Regions from separate parts of the Mus musculus genome. Here region 2 is linked to region 1. The links are chromatin contacts, called in public Hi-C maps. All regions are on one chromosome and are shown on one strand. The core of a region is the stretch at or near the end of the contact, and the rest is flanking DNA. Distances in the headings are between cores, read along the strand shown. Region 1 holds the start of Gpc4 (glypican 4). Region 2 has its middle 52 kb from the start of Gpc4.

Region 1 (4,353 bases), core at 1,150-3,649:
AAAAAGAATAAAATGTTTTGGGTGTGAGCACATTAGCTTCCATTTCCTGCTGCTGGGCACTAATAACTCCCTATCTTTTTTGGGGGGTCCAGATAGACATTTATACAAAGATGTACCTCAGGTATCTTCAGTGCCCGTGACAATCAAAGGGAACACCCATCGTCCCTGACCATCACCTTCCCAAATTCCTTGTCCATCAGACTGATGGCTGGGGATGCTGCCATCTCTAGAGACTGCACACCACAAACCTGAAGTACCTGGGGAGGGTGATTTCATAGCCCTCGGCCAAAATGCCTCTAGACCATCTCAGAGGCACATATTGTTTGTACAGGCACATGGAAACTTGTCACTGTCCCATTAAGTGCATAGCTGCATGCCTCCCTTCAGAATGTGGGAATGACAACTGTAACCTTCACGCCAATCATCTCTGAAGCACCCAGGCTCGAGCCGTGCAGGGCACAAAGACCTCAGGTCTGACCTGCAGAGCTCCCAAGCTTCTGCGGCTGCCGGTTCAATTCTCTTTTGCTGGCAGGGCAGGAGGAAGAGGGAAAAGAAAGGGGGCTTTTCAGAGCTCTACAACCAATAAAATCATGAGTCTGGGAGGACATACTTGAGTTCCCAAAAAGACAGGCAGCTGAAGGGCAAACAGCCTTTCATCAGTAGCCTGTGAGTTACTTGACAACTGCCAAGGTGCAGTGGACGCCTGGGCTACTACCAACAATTTCTTCAGTTCTATTTCTAGATGGAGCCCGATTACACTCTGAAAGTACCCAGCCACTTCCCTCAATTACTTTTGTAGTTTATATGTAATTGATGACCACACTTAATCTCCGAGGTTATTAATAGCCTTCCAAAAGATGACCCCCAAGTCTTCTAAAGCTTTTGGAAGCGCCTGGTTAAAATTACAGTATTTCCTTTGCTGGCTGCTGGCCCCCTGCCTGCCCCACCCGGGCAACCAGTACAGCGAGGCAAAGGCGCACTCTGCACACTTCCATGAATGGTTCGGAATGGAGATTTGGCCTTCGGGGCTCGAATCTCTAACGCCTCCGTTAGGTTAAGCTGGCCAAAAGCCAGTTAGATTCGTAGCTCCTTCAGAGTCTCCAGGGTGAACAAGCTACCTGTGCCGTTTCGGCCGCCAGCCCGCAGGGCTGTGCGCAACAGTTGGCGGCTTCAAAAATCTAGTACAACAGGGAAGGAGGACTAGCCCAGGCACTGCCACCAGCGGGCCTGGAGACCTCGGGAGCAGGAGGGGAGGGCATACCTGATGCAGCCTCCCCAGCGCTCTAGGAGGACTTCCCCCAAATACCATACACAACCCCCCGCAACCCCCCCAGCGCTGAAATCCGGTGAACTTTTTCAGAGGCAAAGCCATCTTCATTTGCATAACCATCTCCAAACTGAGATTTAGGTTTCCTGTAATCAGTCCTTTCAAAGGTCTGTAATTGAAAGTGCAATTAACCCTTAAAATGAGGTGAGAAAAGAGAAAAGGAAGGGAAATACCCGTTTTATCCAACACCTTCCGGAAAGCTGGAGACTTCCCAAAAGTCGGGATTTGAAGGAGTAAGAAGAGTTCGCTTTTTAAAGGTGACTTCTAAAGCCCTTGCAGCTCCTAAAAACTAAACCGTGTCAGCGGTGGAAGAGAGGCGGCGGGGAGAGGAATTTTAGGAGACCGTCAATGAGCGGCTCATTCAAGTCTCACGTTTTGCGCCCCTAGGAATCTGCAAACTCCAGGAGGTTCCCCACCCCGCCCCCACTCGGCCTCGTCGTCACCCACACAACAAAGCGGGGAACCCAGTAAAGAATTCAACCCGGAAAAGGCGAGAGAGCCCAAGCCACGCACGTTGAGGGCCAGAGTCCCTAGTGGCTTCCCGGGAGTGAGAGGGCTGGGGTGGGGGGCAGCAGCAAAGGACCTGGGTGGCACTGAATAAACCGGCGGCGCCCCTCCACTCGCGGTGCCCGCTCAAAGCCGGGGCTGGCTCTCCTGCCTGCCCGTTTCTCCCTCTCGGCTACCTGATGCGGCGTGGGGGGGGGCGCCCCTTTTCCCGGGGTGCCCACCGCTCGGTAATGGGGAGAGTGCAGGATTCCCACCTACCGTTGATCTCATAGAGGGGGGCATCATTCTTGTTGAAGCCTTTGGACACGTAGAGACGTCGCACTTCCGAGCAACTTTTCGACTTGAGCTCCGCAGCCAGCAGCGAGGCGCTGAGCGCGGCCAGGGTGCAGAGGAGCGCGAGCAAGCCTAAGCGTGCCATGGTGCGGACCCTGACGGACGCGCTCCCACCTTTAGGGGACAGAATGAGACCCGATGGAAAGCAGCGCTGCGGAGCGGGCGGAGAGGCGCGGAGTGAACACTCACGAGCGGAGCGAGAACCGGGGAGTTGAAGTTGGTAGTGAAGGAGGAGGAGGAGGAGGAGGAGGAGGGCAGGAGGAGGAGACGCGGGCGAAAAGTGGAGCTGGGCCTCGAGTCAGGCAACGGTCCCCGGTGCCAGGCGCCCAGCCGGGGTGCGGTACGAGGAAAAAGGCGTGGAATGGGCGCGGGACCCAAGGGACTAGGGAGAGGATCCGTGACCTCGGGACTCCGAAGGCTAGAGAACCCGGGCCAGCTAGCCAGGGGCGGAGGGGCTCAGGGAAGGAAGGGAAGGTGGCAGGCGTCGCAGAAGAGCAGAGTGTGGGCGGCGTCGGCGGGCGATCGCTGGCGCGGGGCTTCAGCCACCCGGCGCTGCTCCGCTCACCCAGCCCGGCTCAGCTCACTGCCCTCGGCCGCACGGCTGTGCCCTTCTCAGCTCTGCCGCTGATTGACTGGCCCGGCTCGCACAGCGAGGCTCCGCAAACTTGGCCAAGCGGGGCGGCCCTAAGGGAGGGAGGGGGCGGGCATGAGGGGGGGGGCGAGCCCGAGACAGGCGGGAGCACGCAGGGCCGGGCCGGGAGAAAACCTGGAAGCTGGGTTGGATCTGGAGCGGGCCAAATCCACTTCCTAGGGGGCCCGCACGGGGCGCGCGGCGCTCCCTCTTGCGACACGCCCTGCTGGGCTCCTCCCTCCTGCCCTCCTCTTCAGAGGCGGGGAACCTGCCCCCCGCCCCCCCCCCCAGCAAGAGAGGAAAGGGCAGTTTCTTCCCGCTTAAGGGGCCAAGTCTCAAGAGATCCTGGTGATCTGGATCTTGGGGCCTTGAGCCCCTGTCTGAGCCACAAGCCTTTCTCCACAGCCACTTGACAGGCTATCCCCATGGGCCTGAGCAGCACTTAGCCCTCCAGCCCCAATACCAGCCTCGCTGCTTCTACCCAGCATCCAGGGCCACTTCTAACCAACACCTGGGCAAGGAAGGCACACTCACATACTGGCATTGCTTTGATCCAAACAACGCGGGGTGGGGGCCGGGGGACCTGGAACTCACAGCTGGGCTGAGAGGCTCACCTAGCCCCCCTTGACCCATCACAGTGTTCCCCCAAGAGCACAAGCTAGCCCCTAACTCTAGCAATCATCTTCTCACCTGCTTCATCCCCACACACTGTTCAACGCACGCTCACACCCTAAGTTCTGCAATAAATATACACAAACTCTGAAACTGACCAGAAAACAATCACTGAACCTCAAGGAGATGGAGCTAAATCAAGGTTGCTCAGAAAAACTTTTGGCCCCACACTGCCCTGTGTAGGGTATAGGAATTGACACCCCACAGAAAGAAAGAAACGCTAAGAATTAGCACTCACCTAAGGTCAATGTGTCCAAAGTCCCAAGACTCTTGAATGAAAAGACTCTAGTGGTGGCAGGGAATGACAGCCCAGTATTTCCAATTCTTCCCGTTCTACATTTAGTCACAAGAAAAACTGGGAATGGGTGAGTCTTCCCACCTTCCAAGCTTTGTCAGATTCCATTAATGAGTGTTTTTGAAGCTCCCAGGGCTCCTTTAATGAAGGGAACCGTGCAGATTGTGAACTTGTCATTACTGTTGTTATTGTTACAATCTGCTTTAAGAGCTCAGGGTGAGAAGTGCCTCAGACACTTCGGGAGTGTGCTGGGAACTGGGCAGATGAAAAGGGCTGGAGCTTATTATTTGGCTAGACTCTCAATTCCCATAAAATTACATAGGGTGAAGATACGAACCATCATTACAATTATCGCCCTCAGAGGGTTTGTGGAGACTTCCTCCACTGTTCTTTGGAAACCGTGCTGACATGGTTGGAGGTGAGGAGCTGTGGAGGGTGTTTTGAATGCCCACTGCAGACTCCTCTTCAATATATTAACTCTTGCAGAGCAGTAGCATGAACAGACACACTGTGACCTGTCTGTAAGTAGGACTTCCAATTTCTTTTCTGTTTGTTTGTTTGTTTGTTTGTGGTAGAGTTTTCTCCCTC
Region 2 (4,353 bases), core at 1,203-3,702, 53 kb after region 1:
TTGTAAGTTCTGACCGGTCTTCTTGCTTTCATCCTGGGAAAGTGGTTTGGTGGTGGTGGTGGTGGTGGTGGTGGTGGTGGTGGTGGTGGTAGTGGTGGTGGTGGTGATAGTGGGTGAAAGGCATTATGACCAAAGCCTATAGGAACCCTCACAACATGGTGGCTTCTCCTATTTGTCCTCAAAGAGGCTTCTGGAAAAAGAACCAACAGGGCTTAACACTGGGTAGAGGTAGAATTGTGGGAGATGATTTCCAAGGTTCATGCTGGGAAGAACAGCAGCCTGATGGAGCTGGGGGAGCAAGCTGGGCCTGGGTGGGGCTGGTGACCAGCCAAGTTCTATTTCAGATGGTGTTTTCCAGGACAGGAGGAATAGCTGCCTCCTAGTCATTTGTTTTATATGGATATTCATCTTTGCTGGGCTGAGGCTCCAAGAGGGTCTTGTTTAGGGAAATGGGCAGCAGTGCAGGAGAAGGTATATTTTATAGTGACATGGCTAAAAATACTGCTTTCTCCCTTTGCCTTTTCACAGCTGCAGATTCCCAGCCCCAGTCCTCACTGGGAGGAATAATAAAATACATGTGTTTATAATAAAATTCATATTTCCCTCTTCCTGTGATGTCTCCCAGTTGTAGGTTCCCATCCGCTTGCTGTTTTACCTATCATTTAACAAATGTATTTTAAGAAAAGTAATCTTTTCCACTGACATGTCCTATAAACGTCACATCCTCAGCTCTGGTTCTCACTGAGGAGCAGAGATGCATGTTTTGAATATTTCTGAAAATGCCTTTCACTCCATTCCCAGGCAAAGATTTTCAAATGCTTCATCTGGGACAACAGATACAGACCAGGCAGGATATAGTGCCATGAGTCTCTTAAGACTGACTATTGAAGGCAAGAGGAGAGTTTGGGTTCTGGGAAAATAAGCTACAATAGGTGGCTGAATCCTAGTCTCACTTCTATGAATCATCACTCAGGTGTTCTCAGTGCAAAGCATTCTGGGAAGTCGAAGCTTGGGCCTGGACCAGCCAGATGGCTCAGTGGGTAAAAGCATTTGCTGCATAAAGCTGACAAACTGAGTTTGATTTCAAGAACACACTGATTCCACAATATTGTCTTCTGACCTCTACAGGTATGTGCCCACACATATCACACACACTCATGCACATATGCATGCACACACATGCACACAAGCATGCACGTTAATTATAATAAAATAAATATTAAAAAGTCTTGGATCCTTCACTAAAGAAGTCCCTCATGAAGGCAATGAGTGGGACTGTGGAAGGCAAGGACCTTTGGTCAGCACATTTTCTGTGCAAAGGGCAAAGGAAGCACTTCATGTTTTAGGGTCATATCCACTAGCATTTAGAGGATAGAATCTCCTCTTTGTTCTTCACTGGGATGTAGTAAAATGTCTACAGTACACTTGGTATGGCATTTGGATGATAGTAACAAGCCAGAAGAATGTTCCATTCTTATACAGAACAAGAAGAAGTCAAGGCCCCTGCCTACTCAGTTGGATGTCCAGGAGGTACCTGAGTTAGTGACTAGGGAAGAAAAAGAGAAGTGGTGTGTGGTGTGAGATGAGTCTGAAGAGAACTGAGGGGGCCAAGACTAGGAAAAGCAACAGGGGAGCAAACCAAACTCATGAGAATTTTGACATGGGTAATTACATAAAAAATCAAAGACATAATTTTTTTAAAAAATTGTAACCATTCAAGTTTCTAAATATAATCAAGTTTCAGTTGATATTTCTTATTAATTATTGTAAACAGTTATTAAGATGTCTCCAGAGCAAAATGTTTACTCCTCATTTTAGTTTTGGGATTTTCTTGAAAAACTGCTTAATCAAACAAATTATAGTTATCTTTTTCGTTTATTTATTTTGAGGTTCATATCTGACATTGATGTGGACAAGTTTACTAGTGTAATGAGTGCAACCAAGAGCCCAGGCTGAGGCAGCTGTGTGGCAGCAGTCCCTGAGAGTTTATAGGCCTGTTCTCTTTCAAACCTGTCCTTTGGCCCATCTGTGGACTTAATTCTTAATGGACCGAGCTAGGCTTCCTCCTCCAGTTGCATTCTCCCTGGCTAGACTTCCTCAGATCCCAGCTCCTGGTGCAACTTGGGCCAACTTCGGGTCCCTTTTCTTTTCCCTGTAGGAATCCCTAGGCAATTAGCAGCAGAGACTAGAAGCAGGCTGGATGCCTCTGCTGGGTGGAGGGGGGTCACCCCAGAGCTCTCAGGGTCACTGTCTATTGGCATCAGCTTCAGAAACAATTTACAGGAATAAAGTGCTAGGGACATGGCGATTAGAGTGTTCTTTGAACCAAGATGTACAATTAACATTATCTTTGGAGGTCACATTTCTCATGTTTGCAGAAAGGATTTTTTCCCTGTGATGCTGTAGCAACATGTAGAAGTCAAGTCAAATAGTGTGTGTAAATACTGGAGGCTTTCTTGGACGTGTGCCTGATTCTTCCTTTCTGATCCTCTGTTTTCTATCACGGTGCTTTGAGGTCCCAGATGGCACCGCCTGTTTTTAGTTCTTCCTGATGCAGAGTCCCTTGGTTTTTCCACACCCAGAAACATCCAAACAGCATAGGCTCATAATTTCCCAGCAGCCCAATTTGGTGCCTATGAATTGAAGAAAGGTCTGCTGTTTCCTAGGTAGCCTCACAAACACACTTGTCATGTACCCAGCAACCCATCACAGATGAAGTCAAATTTGGGTGTCCTGGTGCACATGGAGATGACCTAGCTGTTGACGACGATGAACTTTCTTTTGTCCTTGCCAACTAACACTATTCCTGGTCTTTGGTCATAGAGAGCACACATTCATATACACGGACACACTTGTAGAAAGCATTGACTTATTTATTTTCTCATCAACTTCTTCTGACATAATTGCATAGAAACATTATGTAGCTTTGGAAATCTTTTTATGAGTCACAGAAATTAACTTTCTCATCATAAGCTCTTTATAGAAAAAAAGAAAGAAAAAAACAAGCCAAATGCCTGTTCTTTGAACTTGAGTTGCTTTTCTGTGGCTCTCAGAAACCTGAACCTGGATGTCTTTAGTCTTAGCTTTGTTCTGAGTTTGATTTTACACTGTTTAGCCTCTGAACCGAGGAGAAGCACCTTATCTCAGCCTGGACCTCTCCCATTGCAAAACCCAATTCTTTCCTCGATGTCCACATTGTCTAGGTAGACCCAAAGGGGTGCTCCAGGCATCCATAAGCCCCTGCAACAAATTGGCCACTTGGGGTTTTATAAAACCAGTAGAAACTGTGTGGTGCCTCGTTTCTGTGATTTCAGAACTCAGGTGGCTGAGGATCAGCAGTTCAAGGTCGGCTTTGGCTACACAGTGAAACCTGGACTCAAAAACAAAACAAAACAAAGCCAAAACAGAGATCCTGGCTAGAGAGGAGGCTATGATGTTTTCTAACATTCTAAAAATAAGATTAGGCCCAGAACAAGTAAAACAGCCTTAAACTGAAGATACATGTAAGGAAGCCCAGCCAAGTTTTAGTTTTCCTGCAATGGCTGCTTCTAGTATCTAATATAATACTATTACAAATAAATATTTTTAAGGCAGGAGGAGTCTAGTGTAGGTGGTAGATATGCATGTGTATGAGCATGTGTGTGTGTGTGTGTGTGTGTGTGTGTGTGAAAGAGAGAGAGAGAGAGAGAGAGAGAGAACATGAGGAGGCTAGAAGAGCATTCTGGATTTCTGGAAGCTGAGTTACTGGTGAATGTGAGTGTCTGATATGAGTGTTGGGAACCAAACCCAGGGCCTCTGCTAGAGCAGTGTATATACTCTTAAGCACTGAGCCATCTTTCTTTCCAGTCCTTTAGTTGTATTTTCAAAAAAAAACTAAATTGCAGATGCATTCAGCTACTTTTTTGAGGTGTTTTCTCTTCACATAAGTCCTATGCATGTACCGAATCTGTCAATTAGGCAAACCATTATCAAATGAATATTTTGTGATCATGTTTAGCTTGAAAAGTAACTAGAAGTAAGGAATAGTCTTGTGAGTATTTGTCATCATTTTTAATAATCTTCACCTCTTTGGAACAATGGTCAAGAGTTGTCTTAACAGGCTTGAATTTGATTTTTATTTTCAATAACAATAAAAAGAGGTCTGTTACCAAACTCAGGCTATAGACAACTGTTAATCAGGGGATATGAAACTTCATGCTACATTGAGTTGGGATGCTAAGATATAGTGATGAAGAGGCAAGACACAGGACAATGTGTGTATATAAGGCACTGTCAAGAGTGAAGCCCAGCCGAGCAGTGGTGGCACATGCCTTTAAACCCAGCACTTGGGAGGCAGAGGCAGGCAAATTTCTG

Evidence for each region. Hi-C and Micro-C count contacts between places; a contact is called where the count stands out from the background.
Region 2: a contact with region 1 is called in a Hi-C map of liver, with 2.9 times the contacts expected there. The contact joins the enhancer-like site here to the promoter of Gpc4 in region 1. A contact is called at or near these places in 3 of 39 promoter capture datasets (the 3T3-L1 cell line, liver and pre-B cells), 8 of 484 Hi-C or Micro-C datasets (the HL-1 cell line, Sertoli cells, embryonic stem cells and 2 more) and 5 of 115 datasets of contacts at active chromatin or transcription factors (embryonic fibroblasts and embryonic stem cells).

Annotation. Positions count from the first base shown.
Region 1 is chrX:52,162,524-52,166,876 of GRCm38.p6, forward strand. It overlaps Gpc4 (glypican 4), which reads right to left and starts at 2,400. Exons shown (of 9, transcript NM_008150.2): 1 at 2,093-2,400. The coding sequence starts at 2,252.
Region 2 is chrX:52,215,164-52,219,516 of GRCm38.p6, forward strand. No RefSeq gene overlaps it. Among named protein-coding and RNA genes, the nearest start is that of Gpc4, 52 kb to the left of the region's middle. Within about 2 kb of position 2,453, at least 6 of the 459 cell types and tissues checked have an H3K27ac peak or open chromatin away from gene starts, as enhancers often do. A contact at or near this core is called in liver, where this site is marked.